Regions from separate parts of the Macaca mulatta genome. Here region 1 is linked to region 2. A link is a contact called in public Hi-C data. All regions are on one chromosome and are shown on one strand. The core of a region is the stretch at or near the end of the contact, and the rest is flanking DNA. Distances in the headings are between cores, read along the strand shown. Region 1 overlaps CRACD (capping protein inhibiting regulator of actin dynamics). Region 2 overlaps CRACD (capping protein inhibiting regulator of actin dynamics).

Evidence for each region. Hi-C and Micro-C count contacts between places; a contact is called where the count stands out from the background.
Region 1: a contact with region 2 is called in a Hi-C map of fetal cortex germinal zone, with 2.0 times the contacts expected there. The contact joins two enhancer-like sites. A contact is called at or near these places in 2 of 14 Hi-C or Micro-C datasets (fetal cortex germinal zone and fetal cortical plate).

Annotation. Positions count from the first base shown.
Region 1 is chr5:77,249,416-77,256,394 of T2T-MMU8v2.0, reverse strand. The region is part of intron 2 of CRACD (capping protein inhibiting regulator of actin dynamics); the gene reads left to right. Among named protein-coding and RNA genes, the nearest start is that of AASDH, 160 kb to the right of the region's middle. Within about 2 kb of position 2,229, at least 6 of the 40 cell types and tissues checked have an H3K27ac peak or open chromatin away from gene starts, as enhancers often do. A contact at or near this core is called in fetal cortex germinal zone, where this site is marked.
Region 2 is chr5:77,187,523-77,194,672 of T2T-MMU8v2.0, reverse strand. The region is part of intron 3 of CRACD (capping protein inhibiting regulator of actin dynamics); the gene reads left to right. Among named protein-coding and RNA genes, the nearest start is that of AASDH, 95 kb to the right of the region's middle. Within about 2 kb of position 5,857, at least 6 of the 40 cell types and tissues checked have an H3K27ac peak or open chromatin away from gene starts, as enhancers often do. A contact at or near this core is called in fetal cortex germinal zone, where this site is marked.

The sequences.
Region 1 (6,979 bases), core at 980-3,479, 65 kb before region 2:
CTTCCTTGTAGACGGCTGACTTCTCACTGTCAGTCCACATCATGAAAGGGGTGAGGGGTTTCTCTCAGATTTTTTTTGTAATTAAAAAAAAAATAACAAACCTGCACATGTATTTTTTTATTTAAAAAATATAGGCCGGGCATGGTGGCTCACACCTGTAATCCCAGCACTTTGGGAGGCCGAGGTGGGCAGATTATGAGGTCAGGAGATCGACACCATCCTGGCCAACATGATGAAAATCCATCTCCACTAAAAATGCAAAAATTAGCTGGGCATGGCAGCACTTGCCTGTAGTCCCAGCCACTCGGGAGACTGAGGCAGGAGAATTGCTGGAACCCAGGAGGCAGAGGTTGCAGTGAGCCGATATCGTGCCACTGCACTCCAACCTGGAGACATAGACTCTCTCTCTCTCTCTCCCCCCCCCCCATTTCTCCCTCTCTCTCTCTCTCTATATGTGTGTGTGTGTGTGTGTGTGTGTGTGTGTATAAAACAGTTTTTTTTTTAAGCACAGTGGCTCACGCCTATAATCCCAGCACTTTGGGAGGCTGAAGTAGGCAAATCATAAGGTCAGGAGTTCAAGACCAGTCTGACCAACCTAGTGAAACCCTGTCTCTACTAAAAACACGAAAAATTAGTTGGGTGTGGTGGCGTGCACCTATAATCCTGGCTGCTCGGGAGGCTGAGGCAGGAGAATCATGTGAACCTGCGAGGCAGAGGTTGCAGTGAGCTGAGATTGCACCATTGCGCTCCAGCCCGGGCAACAGTGCGAGACTCCGTCTCAAAGAGAAAAAAAAAAAGAGACAGTGTACTGCTCTTTCACCCAGGCTGGAGTGCAGTGGCACAGTCATAGCTTACTCTAACTTCAAACTCCTGGGCTCAAGCATTCTTCCCACCTCAGCCTCCCAAGTAGCTAGGACCACAAGCACATACCACCACACTCAGCTAATTTTTTTAATTTTTAAAATTTTTTGTAGAGATGGGGTCTTACTATGTTGCCCAGGCTGGTCTTGAACTCCTGAGCTCAAGTGATCCTCTCACCTCAGCCTTCCAAAGCACTGGAGTCACCGTGCCTGGCTCATATGTCTTTATAAGGACACTAATCCCATTCATGAGAGCACTGCCCTAATGACCTAGTCATTTCCTGGAGGCCCCACCTCCTAATACCATCACCTTGGCAGTTAGAATTTCAGCATATTGGCTGGGTGCGGTGGCTCACACCTGTAATTCCAGCACTTTGGGAGGCCAAGGCGGGCACATCACGAGGTCAGGAGATCGAGACCATCCTGGCTAACATGGTGAAACCCCATCTCTACTAAAAATACAAAAAAAGTTAGCCGGGCGTGGTGGTGGGTGCCTGCAGTCCCAGCTACTCAGGAGGCTGAGGCAGGAGAGTGGCGTGAACCTGGGAAGTGGAGCTTGCAGTGAGCGGAGATCACGCCACTGCACTCCAGCCTGGGCGACAGAGCGAGACTCCCTCTCAAAAAAAGAAAAAAAAAAAAAAAAAAAGAATTTCAGTATATTAATCCTGGGGCAACATAAATATTTAGTCCATTGCACTTGTGCATATGATAGAATTGGCATATGATGATTGAATTGGCAGTTTATCAGAATGCATATTTACTGCCTTGTTTTACTTTATTTGTATCTTGTCTCTTCAACTGGACTATGAGCTCTTGAGAAACGAATCTAAGTCTGTCACCTGTTTATGCCCTTGACAGTCTCTAGCACAATGTCACACATAGAGACAGCACAATAGATATTTGTTGATTGCCTGATTGAAACCATGGATGGTGATCTAGTTAGGTTTTTTTTTTGTTTTTTTTTTTTTTAAATTCAAAATTTTGCTCACTGAATAGTATTACTATCCTCAATTTATCTTTTGGATGCTGAGGTTGAAGGTGACTAAGAGAATTATGCCATTCTTCCGGTTGTTCTAAATGCATTATTGATTAGTAACAGAATTGACTAGCATAAATGGCAGTTGGGGATTTTCTTCCTCTCTTTTATCTTGTGTCATTTTAGCAGAAACTGAAGGATGATTTCCAAGCCTTCTAAAAGAACTGCATGATAAATAACTGCAGGGTAAATTAATATGCTCTTAATAGATGAGAGCAAAACAAGGGACCAGGTCTGGCTGTCCTGATTTTGCTTTTCTTGTTCAGCCCACTGGTGGGAGTAGCCCTTGCTCTTGGTTCAGGTCCCAGCTCCTCCCTTGCTTGTCTGTAGCTGTGGGTGAGTCATGGCAACCTTGTTGGCCCTACCTTTTCCAATTGTAAAAGAGAAATGCATTGCCACCAGATGATGTCTTAAAGCGCCTCCAACTTCTGGAATGGGAGACCCTCTGGAAACACAAAGCTGTGTGGTTGCAGGAAATGGGCTCTTTGCATGATAACTAACTCGTCTTCCTCTCTCCCCCAACCAGATTTCCTGCTGAGGTAAGTAATGTGGAGTGGGTTTTTTGTTCTTTTTCTTCAGCCTTCTGTTCCTTTTGTGTATGTCTGGCCTTGTAAATGTGGTGAATAAATGCTATAATTATAACCCTTTTTGACAGCTCTGTAATTTAATTGTAATTCATTCTGAGCATCTATTTAAGACAATGTTGTGTATTGAAGATACAGCTGTTCCAGTCTCATCTGCTAAACTGACAGGCATCGGTTGGAATCATAGTCCCAGTAACTGTAGGAACTTCCGATCTATTCAAGACCAAATAGAGGCTTAGACTCTCTGTGTGGGGGGTGTGTGTGTGTGTGTATCTGTGTGTGAGTGTGAAAGACTATGTTCCATATCCTAGTTTGGCAAAAGTGGTAATGTAGTATTTGGAGAGAAGCGGCATTTAAAATTGGCCTTTGCAGAAATATGAAAATTATTCTGAAGTAGAAAATCTCTCAGTTTTACTTTTTACAGAAAGCTAAGCTGTATATTTTTATTAACATTCAGAGGGGTCCCTCTGTAAACCTGGAATTGATTCCTGGTAGCACTGGCTGGGGGTCATTCTCATCAGATGTCTGAGTTTCCTAGGGACGCCACCCTAACAAAATACCACAAACTAGGTGGCTTGAACAACAGACTTATTGATTGCGTAAACCAAGAAGTATCTGAGACAAGTCTCAATCAATTTAGAAGTTTGTTTTGCCAAGGTTAAGGACATACTCATGACACAACCTCAGAAGGTCCTAACAACATTTGCCCAAGGTGGTTGGGCTTCAGCTTGGTTTTATACATTTTAGAGAGACATAAGATATCAATTAATACATGTAACATGTACATTGGTTCAGTCCAGAAGGGGGAGGTGGGGTGGGAGAGGGGAGGGCTTCCAGGTCCTAGGTGGATTGAAAGATTTTCTGGTTGGCAGCTGGTTGAAAGAGTTTATTTAAAGACCTGGAATCAATAGAAGGGAGTGTCTGGGTTAAGATAAGAGGTTGTGGAGACCAAAGTTCTTATTATGCAGATGGAGCCTCCAGGTAGCAGGCTTCAGAGAGAATAGATTGTAAATGTTTCTTATCAGACTTAAAGGGTCCCTTCTGTCAGTATTAAAGTCTCTGTTTTAATGTTAATGCTGGTAAGCTGTGCCTGAATTGCAAAGGGAGGAAGGTATAAATAATGAGGCATATTTGACCACCACTTCCTATAGCGGCCTGAATTGGTTTTTCAGATTAACTTTGGAATGCCCTCGGCCAAGAGGAAGGGTTCATTCAGTTGGTTGTGGGAACTTAGCATTTTGTTTCTGTTTTACAATCGTGTCACAGTTATGGAGGCTAGAAATCCAAAACCAAAGTGTTGGCAGGGTTGGCTCCTTCTGAGGGCTGTGAGGGAGAATCTTCTTCCAGCCTCTGTCCTGGCTTCTGGTAGCCTCAGGTGTTCCTCGGCTTGTACATGATGTTGCCCTTGTGTCTTTATGTTATCTTTCTCTAGGTGTGTCTTTGTCTCTAAATTTCCCCTTTCTGCAAGGACATCAGCCTTATTGGATTAGGGCCACCCTAATGACCCCATTTTAACTTGATTACTTCTGTAAAGACACTGTCTCCAAATAATGTTACATTCTGAGATAGCAGGGGTGAGGACTTCAAGATATCTTTTGGGGGGGGGACACAATTTAATCCCTAACAAATGTCTGCTTGAATATGCAGGAATTTTCTTCTTTTCTTTTTTTTTCCTTTCTTTTTTTTCAAGTAGAGACAGGGTCTCACTTGTTATCCAGGCTGGTCTCAAACTCCTGGGCTCAAGCAGTCCTCCTGCTTTGGCCTCCCCAAATATTGGCCTGCTTTCTTTCCCTCCCTTCCCCTTCCTTCCCTTCCCCATCCCTTCTCTTCCCCTCCCCTCCCTCCTTTCCTTCCCTTCTCCCCCCTTCCCCTTCCCTTCTCTTTACTTCTCCCCTCCTTCCCCTCCCCTCCCCCCTTCCCTTCCCTTCCCATCCCTCTTTTCTTTCAGCAGGCTCTCTGTCACCCAGGCTGGAGTGCAGTGGTATGATCATAGCTCACTGTAACCTCAAACTCCTGGCCTCAAGCAATTCTCTTGCTTCAGCCCCACAAAGTGTTACAATTACAGTCATGAGCCACCATGCCCAGCCTAGAAATTTTCTTCCTATGACTGCAAATAATTTCAGTCCCCAAGGCTTTTAGATAATTTCAGGAAGAATCTCACAAGAATTCTGTATTTCATAATGATATTGTTCTTCTCATTAATTTTGGGCTATAACATAGAGAAATAAATTTACTATCTTTCTTGATATTTTGCCAAGTAGTTGCAGAGTAATGTGTTGTGCCTTTTAACCTTCATTGCCCTGAATATAGCTTCTGGAATGTGAGATGTTATGAAAGAATCTATAATGGGGCACCTCAGAACTTTCTTACTGGTAAATGAATTGAAAATGGACTCATCTAATTGAAGATGAATAACTTGCCTCTCCCCCATCCCCTAGTTCTCTTCTTACCTTACTTTTACTCCCTGTTGCAAGAGGAAGTTTGAATATAATTCAAGAAGGTGCTCCTAGAGTAACAGGAAAGTCCTTCATTTGAGGATTCTGGTGGGCGAGACCACAGTAGGTTATGAAACAAATTTGAGAACAATAAGATTAAGGAAATGGAATGGAGATAACTCAATGTAATAGAAATAACAGTAAAATGAATATTAGGTTTTTTTGTTTTTGTTTTTGTTTTTTTTTTTTTGAGACAGAGTCTTGCTCTGTCGCCCAGGCTGGAGTGCAGTGGTGTGATCTCAGCTCATTGCAACCTCTGCCTCCTGGAAAGTGATTCTCATGCCTCAGCCTCCCGAGTAGCTGGAGATTAGAGGTGTGTGCCACCACTCCTGACTAATTTTTATATTTTTAGTAGAGATGGGATTTTGCCATGTTGGCCGGGCTGGTCTTGAACTCCTGGCCTCAAGAGAGAACAATAAGATTGTTATTTCAGCCTCCCAAAGTGCTGTGATTACAGACGTGAGCTCCCAGGCTCCGCTGAAATCAATATTAGGAAAACATCCTGGTCAAGGTTATGGATTCAACTCATGTGATCTTGGAGAAGTATGTTCACCTTTTGTTTAGTAAGAGTTCATTGTGGGGATTGGATCACTAGGTGATTTCTCAGATACTTTCTAGCTTAAAGTTCCACGATTCCAGGGACAGTTAGATAGTCATGATTTAGGTCATTGCTTAAATGTGTGTGTTTAGTAAGAAGTTGTAAAAGGTATTGGGTAAGAGATTTGTTATAATCTGTGAAAGCATAAATGACCATTTGGTGCATTCAGGCATTTAGGCTTACAGTATAATACTGCAGGCAGATAATATGAAGAAACTAATTGGGAATATTTGATTGAAAGAAATACAAGAAAGGAAATAAGATTACATTTGATTGAAAGAGGAAAAAAAAGAATAAAATCACTCAGAAACTTACCTTTGGTACTGTAGGCAGGGCACTGGTCTGGAGGGCCAATTACACTAGCTCCTTCACTGCAGCTTTGATCAGCAACCATACCTGTATTCTTGTTACTGATCAAGTGTTTTTCTGCAGCCAAATTCTTACTTTCATCATAAACTAAAATACTCTTAAACATACAAGAAAAAAAAAAATTGGACTGAAGTCCTTTGTTTTCTGGGAGATTAGCACAGGGATCTAATTAGGGGAACTTGTGATTTCCAGTCTCTGCTCTTGTAACCAACCGTTGGCTGTCCATAAATAAGCTTGTGGAACTTCACTCTGCTCACTAGGATATGAGACAGTGGGGTTTTCGTTGGTGTATGCCCACGGGTAAGTTGGTGTTCTTTGAAGGAGTCAGATGGCCTGCTGGGGCCTGCCGGAAGAAGGGTACAAGCCTCCCTGCAGCTGTTGGTGTGCTGTGTGAATAATACAAGATGTTGATTTCAAGGACCATCTGGAATGAAGGCAAACCAATAAATTCATTTTAGTAGACTGGTAAAATTGTTTGCAAGCCTGGCTTTTGTTATTCTTTTTGGAATTCCATTCTTTGAAGTTAGGATTATTTGGGGAAGGGGTTGGTTGACCATAAGGCATGATCTTTTATTTATTCACTACTGACTAGTACAAATAATAATATGGTACACCGTGACATGTAGTGTATTATAGGCTTAAACAAAGGACTCTGTGGGCATAGTGGATGGCAAAATTGATTAGTCCTAATAGGGGAGCACAGTCCCTGGTAGTTCTGCTTGGGACAAGTGAGGGCAGGCTTCCAAAAGGATGTATCATTTAGCTGGATCTTGAGAGATAGACAGAAAGTAGAAACTCACCAGATAGAGAAGTGAAAAGAAGTTCCAGGTAGAGGGATAATCATGGACAACGAAAGCATTTGGTGTATTCAGAATCCAGTGTCCTTGGGGTTTGTGATTTGTAGTGAGGAGTGGTAAGGCAAACCACTGGAAAGAGGGTAGGTTAGGGCTAGATTATGAAAGGTGTTGAATATTGTGCCATGCGAGGGAGTTGAACTTGATCCTGTAGTTAAGAGGGAGATACTGTAAGTTTTTAAT
Region 2 (7,150 bases), core at 4,608-7,107:
AAAAGCATTCTTTTCTTTCTCTAGGTTAGAAGCCTTTATCTCTCCTAGGCTGCTGCTTTTAAATTATACATTCCTTGGGAAAAGCAAAGCAATAAAACATGATCCGTTTTTAAGAATCTAATGTGATTTCTTTTCTTAATTAAACACAACTAATATTACATTTCCAAAGGTGTCTTAAAACAGTTGTTAAATTTTAAAAGAGGGAGAGGGTCATCTTGGTAAATAGGTTTGGGGAATTCTGAGCAAAAACAAATTAAATAGGATTCTTTATGTGGGACTCCACAGAACTTTTACTATGGAATGTGTCCTGTGAATCCCTAGGAAGAAGGATGTAGTATGCAGTATTTCAATATTCCTTTGACCATAGACCCTTTTTTCACTGAGAATATCCAATGGCATGTATTAAAGCTACCACTAATTGAAGTTAATACAATGTATTAACTTTTACATAGGTGAACTAATATAATATTTACCACAACTATTTAAGATTTATATTATTATCAACAGTTTATATTATTATCAACAGTTCAAAGATGAGAAAACTAAGGCTAGCAAGTAATTTGCCTAAGGCCATACAGCTTATAAATCCCTGAGCCACTATTCAAGCAATAAAGAGTGCATTCTTAAGCATCCACTACTGTGCCTCTCAAGGAGGCTGCAGCCTCACTAGGGAGTTACTCATATGGCCCTGCATCATCATACTGGTCCTGAGTCACTAGGCTCAGATGTCTGCCTACCTCCAGCTGCCTGATTGAGGCTCTGTTACTTACTGGGATTCTACTTGTCCTACTTCCAGTTTCTACTGAACACCCAGTGTTTGTTACATCATGCATAACAACAACACTTTATATTAAGTGCCAGATGTAAGCACAGCGAGATGTGAAGGGGTTCTGGAAAGGATGAGCTCACTTGGACTGGAACAGTCGGGAAAAGGTTCAGGATTGAGGAGGCCTTGAGCTGGCTCCAAATGATGGGCAGGACGTGGAGTAGCTGAGAGGGAAGGCATGAACCTGTCAGATAATGGCATAAGCAGAAATTTTCATGGAAGAAGGAATATGACAAATAGAATAGGAGGGAACTTTCCAACTCTGTGAGGCCAGTGTTATCCTGATACTAAAATCAGGCAAAGATATCACAAGAAAAAAACTCCACAGACCTATATCCTTTATGATAATAGACACAAAAATGCTTAAGAAAAAACTAGTAGCCTGAATCCAACAACATGTAAGAATGATTAAGTAGCATGACCAAATGGAATTTATCCCAGGAGTGCAAGGTTGGTTTAACATACAAAAGCCAATCAATGTAATATACCATATTAATAAAATAAAGGATAAAAACCACATGATCATCTCAATAAATGCAGAAAAACTATTTGACAAGATCCAACATCCTTTCACGATTTATAAAAAAAAAAAAAAAAAAAAAAAAAAGACAACACTGGAAATAGAAGGAAACTCCTTCAACTTGATAAACAGCATCTGAAAAATCCACAGCTAATATCATATTTAATGATGAAAAATGAATGTGATCCCCTTAAGATCAGGAACAAAACAAGGGTTTCTTATCTCATTCCTTCTATTCAACACTGTATTCTACAGTACTATATTGTTGGCTATAGCTGGGACAATTAGAAAAGAAAAAGAAATAAGAGGCATTCATCTTAGAAATGAAGAAGTAAAACTGTATTTGTAGATGCCATGATTGTATATATAGAAAGTCCTAAGGAATACACACACAGAAAGCTATTAGACTAATAAACAAGATTGTGCAAGGTTATAGGATGCAAGATTGGAGTTTTTGGAATATCAATTGTATTTCCGTACTCTAGCAATTTATAATCTAAAAATGACCTTAGGAAAACAATTCCATTTACATAGCATCAAAAAGAATAAACTACTTAGGAATAAGTTTAACCAAGGAAGTGAAAGACTTGTACACTAAAAATGGCAAAATAGCATTGAAAGAAATTAGGGAAGACTGAAATGATGGAAAGACATCCCATGTTCGTGGCCTGGAAAACATAATATTGTTAAGATGACAGTACTCCCCAAATTGAGCTACAGAGTCCATGTGGTCCCCATCAAAATCCCAGCTGTCTTTTTTTCCCCCAGAAATTAGCAAGTGGATCCTAAAATTCATATGGAATTGCAGGGGACCCAGAAAAGCCAAAACATTATTGAAAAAGGAGAACAAAGATGGAAGACTCACACTTTCTATTTAAAACACTTACTACAAAGCTACAGTAATCTAAACTGTGCGGTACTGGTATAAGGATAGATATATAGACAATGGAATTGAATTGAGAGTCCAGAAATAAACTCTTACATTTGTGGTCAATCGATTTTCAGTAAGTGCTAAGACAATTCAATGGGCAAAGAAGAGTTTTTCAACAAATATTTCCGAGACAATTGGGTAGCCACATGGACAAGAATGAAATTGGACCCCTTTTTACATCATATACAAAAATTAACTCAAAATGGATCACAGACCTATATGTAAGAATTAAAATTATAGCCGGGCGCAGTGGCTCAAGCCTGTAATCCCAGCACTTTGGGAGGCTGAGATGGGCGGATCACAGGGTCAGGAGATCGAGACCATCCTGGCTAACACGGTGAAACCCCGTCTCTACTAAAAAATACAAAAAAACTAGCCGGGTGAGGTGGCAGGTGCCTGTAGTCCCAGCTACTCGGGAGGCTGAGGCAGGAGAATGGCCTGAACCCGGGAGGCGGAGCTTGCAGTGAGGTGAGATCCGGCCACTGCACTCCAGCCTGGGCGACAGAGCGAGACTCCATCTCAAAAAAAAAAAAAAAAGAATTAAAATTATAAAACTCTTAAAAGAAAAAGTAAATTTCTACGACCTTGAATTAGGCAGTGGTTTTTTAGGTACCAAAAGCACAAGCGACAAATGGAAAAACAGAAAAGTTGGATTACATCAAAATTAAATTTTGTGTTACAAATGATACAATCAAGAAAGTTGTAAAACAATCCACAGAATGGATGGAAATATTTGTAAATCATATTCAGAATAGGTAAAAATAAAAAACGAAACTCCCACAACTCAATAATAAAATGACCTTCTCTCCCAGTTTTTTTAATGAGCAAAGGATTCGAATAGACATCACTCCACAAAAGTTATAAAAATATCAATTAACACATTAACCATGCTTGCTCAACATCATTAGCCACCAGGGAAGTGCAAATCAAAACCACAAACAAGATACTATTTCACACCCATTAGGAAGGCTACAACCAAAAAAGACAGACAATAACAAGTGTTGATGAAGATATGTAGGGATTGGAACCCTCACACATTGCTGGTGGGAATATAAAATATTAAAGGTTTAGGGTAATTTTTAGTCCTGATCCCATACCTTCACTTTATAAATGGGGAAAACAGGCTCAAAGAGGTGACAGTGCTATTAATGTTAGAAATGTGACTACAATCCAAGCCTGCCCATTTTGCACATGGTAGTGCTTTTTTCTTGAATAGCCCCATTCCCCATGTTCACCTCCTTCCTTTGTCTAATTCCTCTCCATCCTTGAGTTTTCTGCACAAATGTGCCTTCTTTTTTTTTTTTTTTTTTTTTTTTTTTTGAGACGGAGTCTTGCTCTGTCACCCAGGCTGGAGTGCAGTGGCCGGATCTCAGCTCACTGCAAGCTCCGCCTCCCGGGTTTACGCCATTCTCCTGCCTCAGCCTCCCGAGTAGCTGGGACTACAGGCGCCCGCCACCTCGCCCGGCTATTTTTTTGTATTTTTTAGTAGAGACGGGGTTTCACCGTGTTAGCCGGGATCGTCTCTCGATCTCCTGACCTCGTGATCCGCCCATCTCGGCCTCCCAAAGTGCTGGGATTACAGGCTTGAGCCACCGCGCCTGGCCAAATGTGCCTTCTTTAGGAGAGCAAGCTTTCTCTGATTCCCTCAGCCTAGATCAGGCCCCTCCCCCTGACATTGTTCTCACAGCTTCCTTGACCTTTCCCTAAAAGTAAGCCTTGTGACTTGCCATTGATTGTATTTCCAGCCTCTAACGCTGGGCCTGGCACATAGCAGCTATTCAGTAAGCATTTATTCAGTGAATGAATGCATGATTATTGTTCTTCGCCATACTGACTTTTCCCACTGGACAAGTCAGTGTTCATCTAATTTGGCCTCCAGTTTCCCACCTTGGTAAAGAGTATCACAGTCCCTCTGACCTGCTGGAAAAGGAAGAATCCACAGTTGGTGTCATGAGACATCATGTCACCAGTGAAATTATAGTGAAGTTCAGGTTCCCGGCTTATCCTTGTGTGCATTGATTCACCTGATCTTGCTGCTTTTCAGAGGATGAAGTCAGAAAGGACCTGTTATACTTGATTGTTTATCCTCTATCCTTAGGAACATGGAATGTGCTGAAATTGAATAGGGAATGGTGAAAAGGTGCAAATAAATAAATAAAATTAGGGATTTTATTTAAATAAAAATTAAATAAAAATTAGGGACTAAGCAGGAAAATCAACAGAGCTGAGCTGAAGAAGTCTAGAGAAAAAGAAGGTTGATGAATCAGTTATAGCAGGGGTCCCCAACCCCCAGGTGGTGAACCAGTACTGGTCTGTGGCCTGTTAGGAACCAGGCCGCACAGCAGGAGGTAAGTGGCAGGCAAGGGGGCGTTACTGCCTGAGCTCCACCTCCTATCAGCTCAGCAGCGGCATTAGATTCTCATGGGAGCATGAACCCTATTGTGAACTGTGCATGCGAGGGATCTAGGTGGCGTGCTTTTTATGAGAGTTTAATGCCTGATAATCTGAGGTGGAACAGTTTCATCCTGAAACAATCCTCCCACCCCCTGTCCATGAAAAAATTGTCTTCCACAAAACCGGTTCCTGGTGCTGAAAAGGTTGGGGACTGCTGAGGTATAGCGATTCTTAGAGATACAATATGTTGTAAATGCAGCAGAACAGGAGCTAGGGACCTCTCGGGAAGCCAGGTGTTTCACTCGAGAGCTGTGTGACCCTAACCTAGCTAGCCCCTTCATCTCCCAGGATTACTAGAAGGACAAAAATGCACATGACATTGTGCTATCTGCAATAAAGCACTTTAAAAAGCAGGTTAATATTAGTATTGAGATGAAGAGAATATTGATGACTACTATTTCCAGAGCATTAACCAGAGGAAAATTGATTCAAATGACAGCTACAGAGGTTTATGAAAAGATCTTTCTCCACATGGGGAAACGGAGTGGAATAAATAGCATGGAAGCCTGTGAAGTGGACTTTAGAGGCAAGTTAGAGGATCACTTGTCCTAGGTGCTATAGACACAGGACTGAACTTTACAGACTGCAGTAGATGACCCTCTGACTTCCAATTCTAAGATTCTCCCTTTGAGATTCCAAACTTTCCTCCTCTTCCTTGAATTTATATGACATACCCGGTTTCTTTTGTAATTAACAGATAATTTGGTACACTATAGCCTATCAAGTACCATATATTTTGATAGAATACCCAAGTTCTGGATGAGCCTCTAAATCAGATAATCTGACTCCAGTCGCTTCCAGCAATTCTAGTTTGTTTGATGAGGGTATTTAATTGCTCTTTAACATTTCATTTGAATGAGACTCACGAATCTATTTAGGAAGAAAACTGCTGATCAATTGCAATTGCCCCTGTTGTCATGGAAACAAGCTGAAATGGGACTATAATTATATTTCCTTATTCCTGAAGTGAATCCCTAATCATTGCCATAGTAATTACCCAATATCTATGGTCCCAAATTACATGATTCTTGTCCAAAAAAGACAAAGGATAAGGAATAGGAGGGCTGGCCTGAGGCATGCATTCACTGTGCAGCTGCAGAAAGCCTTCTCCTTTTTTGGATGGGAAGAATTTCCCTCTGTAGGCTCGCACTCCACAGTTGGATGATGTCAGCAGGTCTTAGATTGTGCCCAGTGCTTAGAAGAGTGGCTCGAAAGCTGTATCAGGTAGGACGATTTCAGTTATAACAGAAATCAGAACTACTAGCATCTTCAACAGGAATCAAGTATATTGTCTGATGGACCAGAAAGTCTGGAAGACTTTCCAGGTTCCAAGGTTGGTTGATGAAATGGCCCAGCAACATCCCCAGGATCCAATCTGAGTCCCTTTTTCTCTGGCATCCTCGGGGAGTGGCCTCTTGTCCTCAGGTTTGTTCCCTCGTGGTCACAAGATGACTGTCACAGTTCCAGGTGTCACAGGAGGATGACAAAGACCACGGACAGAAAGAAGGCAGTTCCTGTCTTGTATTATGGTGAATGCGGAGAACTTTCTCAGAAATGCCTCTGCCTACCAAACTTCCCCTTGCTTTTCATTGTTCCTTTCGCATAGACGCTATCTTTAGCAGATAGTGGCATCAGACAACAGAGCTTAAAATGGAGATTGCTCTTCCTGAGGCCTCTCTGCTCTCCTTAGCACTAAGTGCCTGGTGGGTGGGAGACGGAGTAGCATGGCTGCAGGGCTAACTTAGTTTGTTTTACTTTCCTTTGCAACCTCTCTCTCTGCTCTGACCTTCCAATGTGCTGAGCTCCAGGCCGCAGACCCAGCATACACCTCTGTCTCTTCTCTCCCCTTCCTCCAGATAGGTATGAGCATAGAGCACTGGGCCTGGGTGTCAGCATCCCAGGACCATGGGGTGTGACATCCTTTGCTCTCAGGCAGCAGCACATGCCACCAAGAAAGAAGGGCAGCCTCCTGGGGAGAAGTAGAGTCACAATACAGGGAGTTGTGCACGTGAGTCATCCGTCCAGGTGAGCTAGACTAGAAGAGAGAATCCAGACGCAGACCTAGAAGCATAGTGTGGTAGCTGTTTTTTGGTCACTTAGCCATTAGCATCCAGTTCCCCTTCTCGAGTCAAGGTGACCCCCTGAAAGCTCCTTCCCTTTTAGGGAGTCGTCTTTACCTTGCTGTGTATAGCTCTGATAGGACATAGTGCCTGCTTCCTAGGACAGAAATCAAAAGGATCAGATCTTCCACCTCCATTCCCACTGCAGCCTGGCATGAGCCTGCAACCCAGCCTGGCCAATCACATGTTCTCCCTTAGGACTTTGACTTGGCCGGTGAGTCAAAGATGTAAGGAACACAACTTCTAGGAAGAGTAGTTACCGGCTCACTCTGGCCTAATGGCGGCTGTGGCTCCTGATG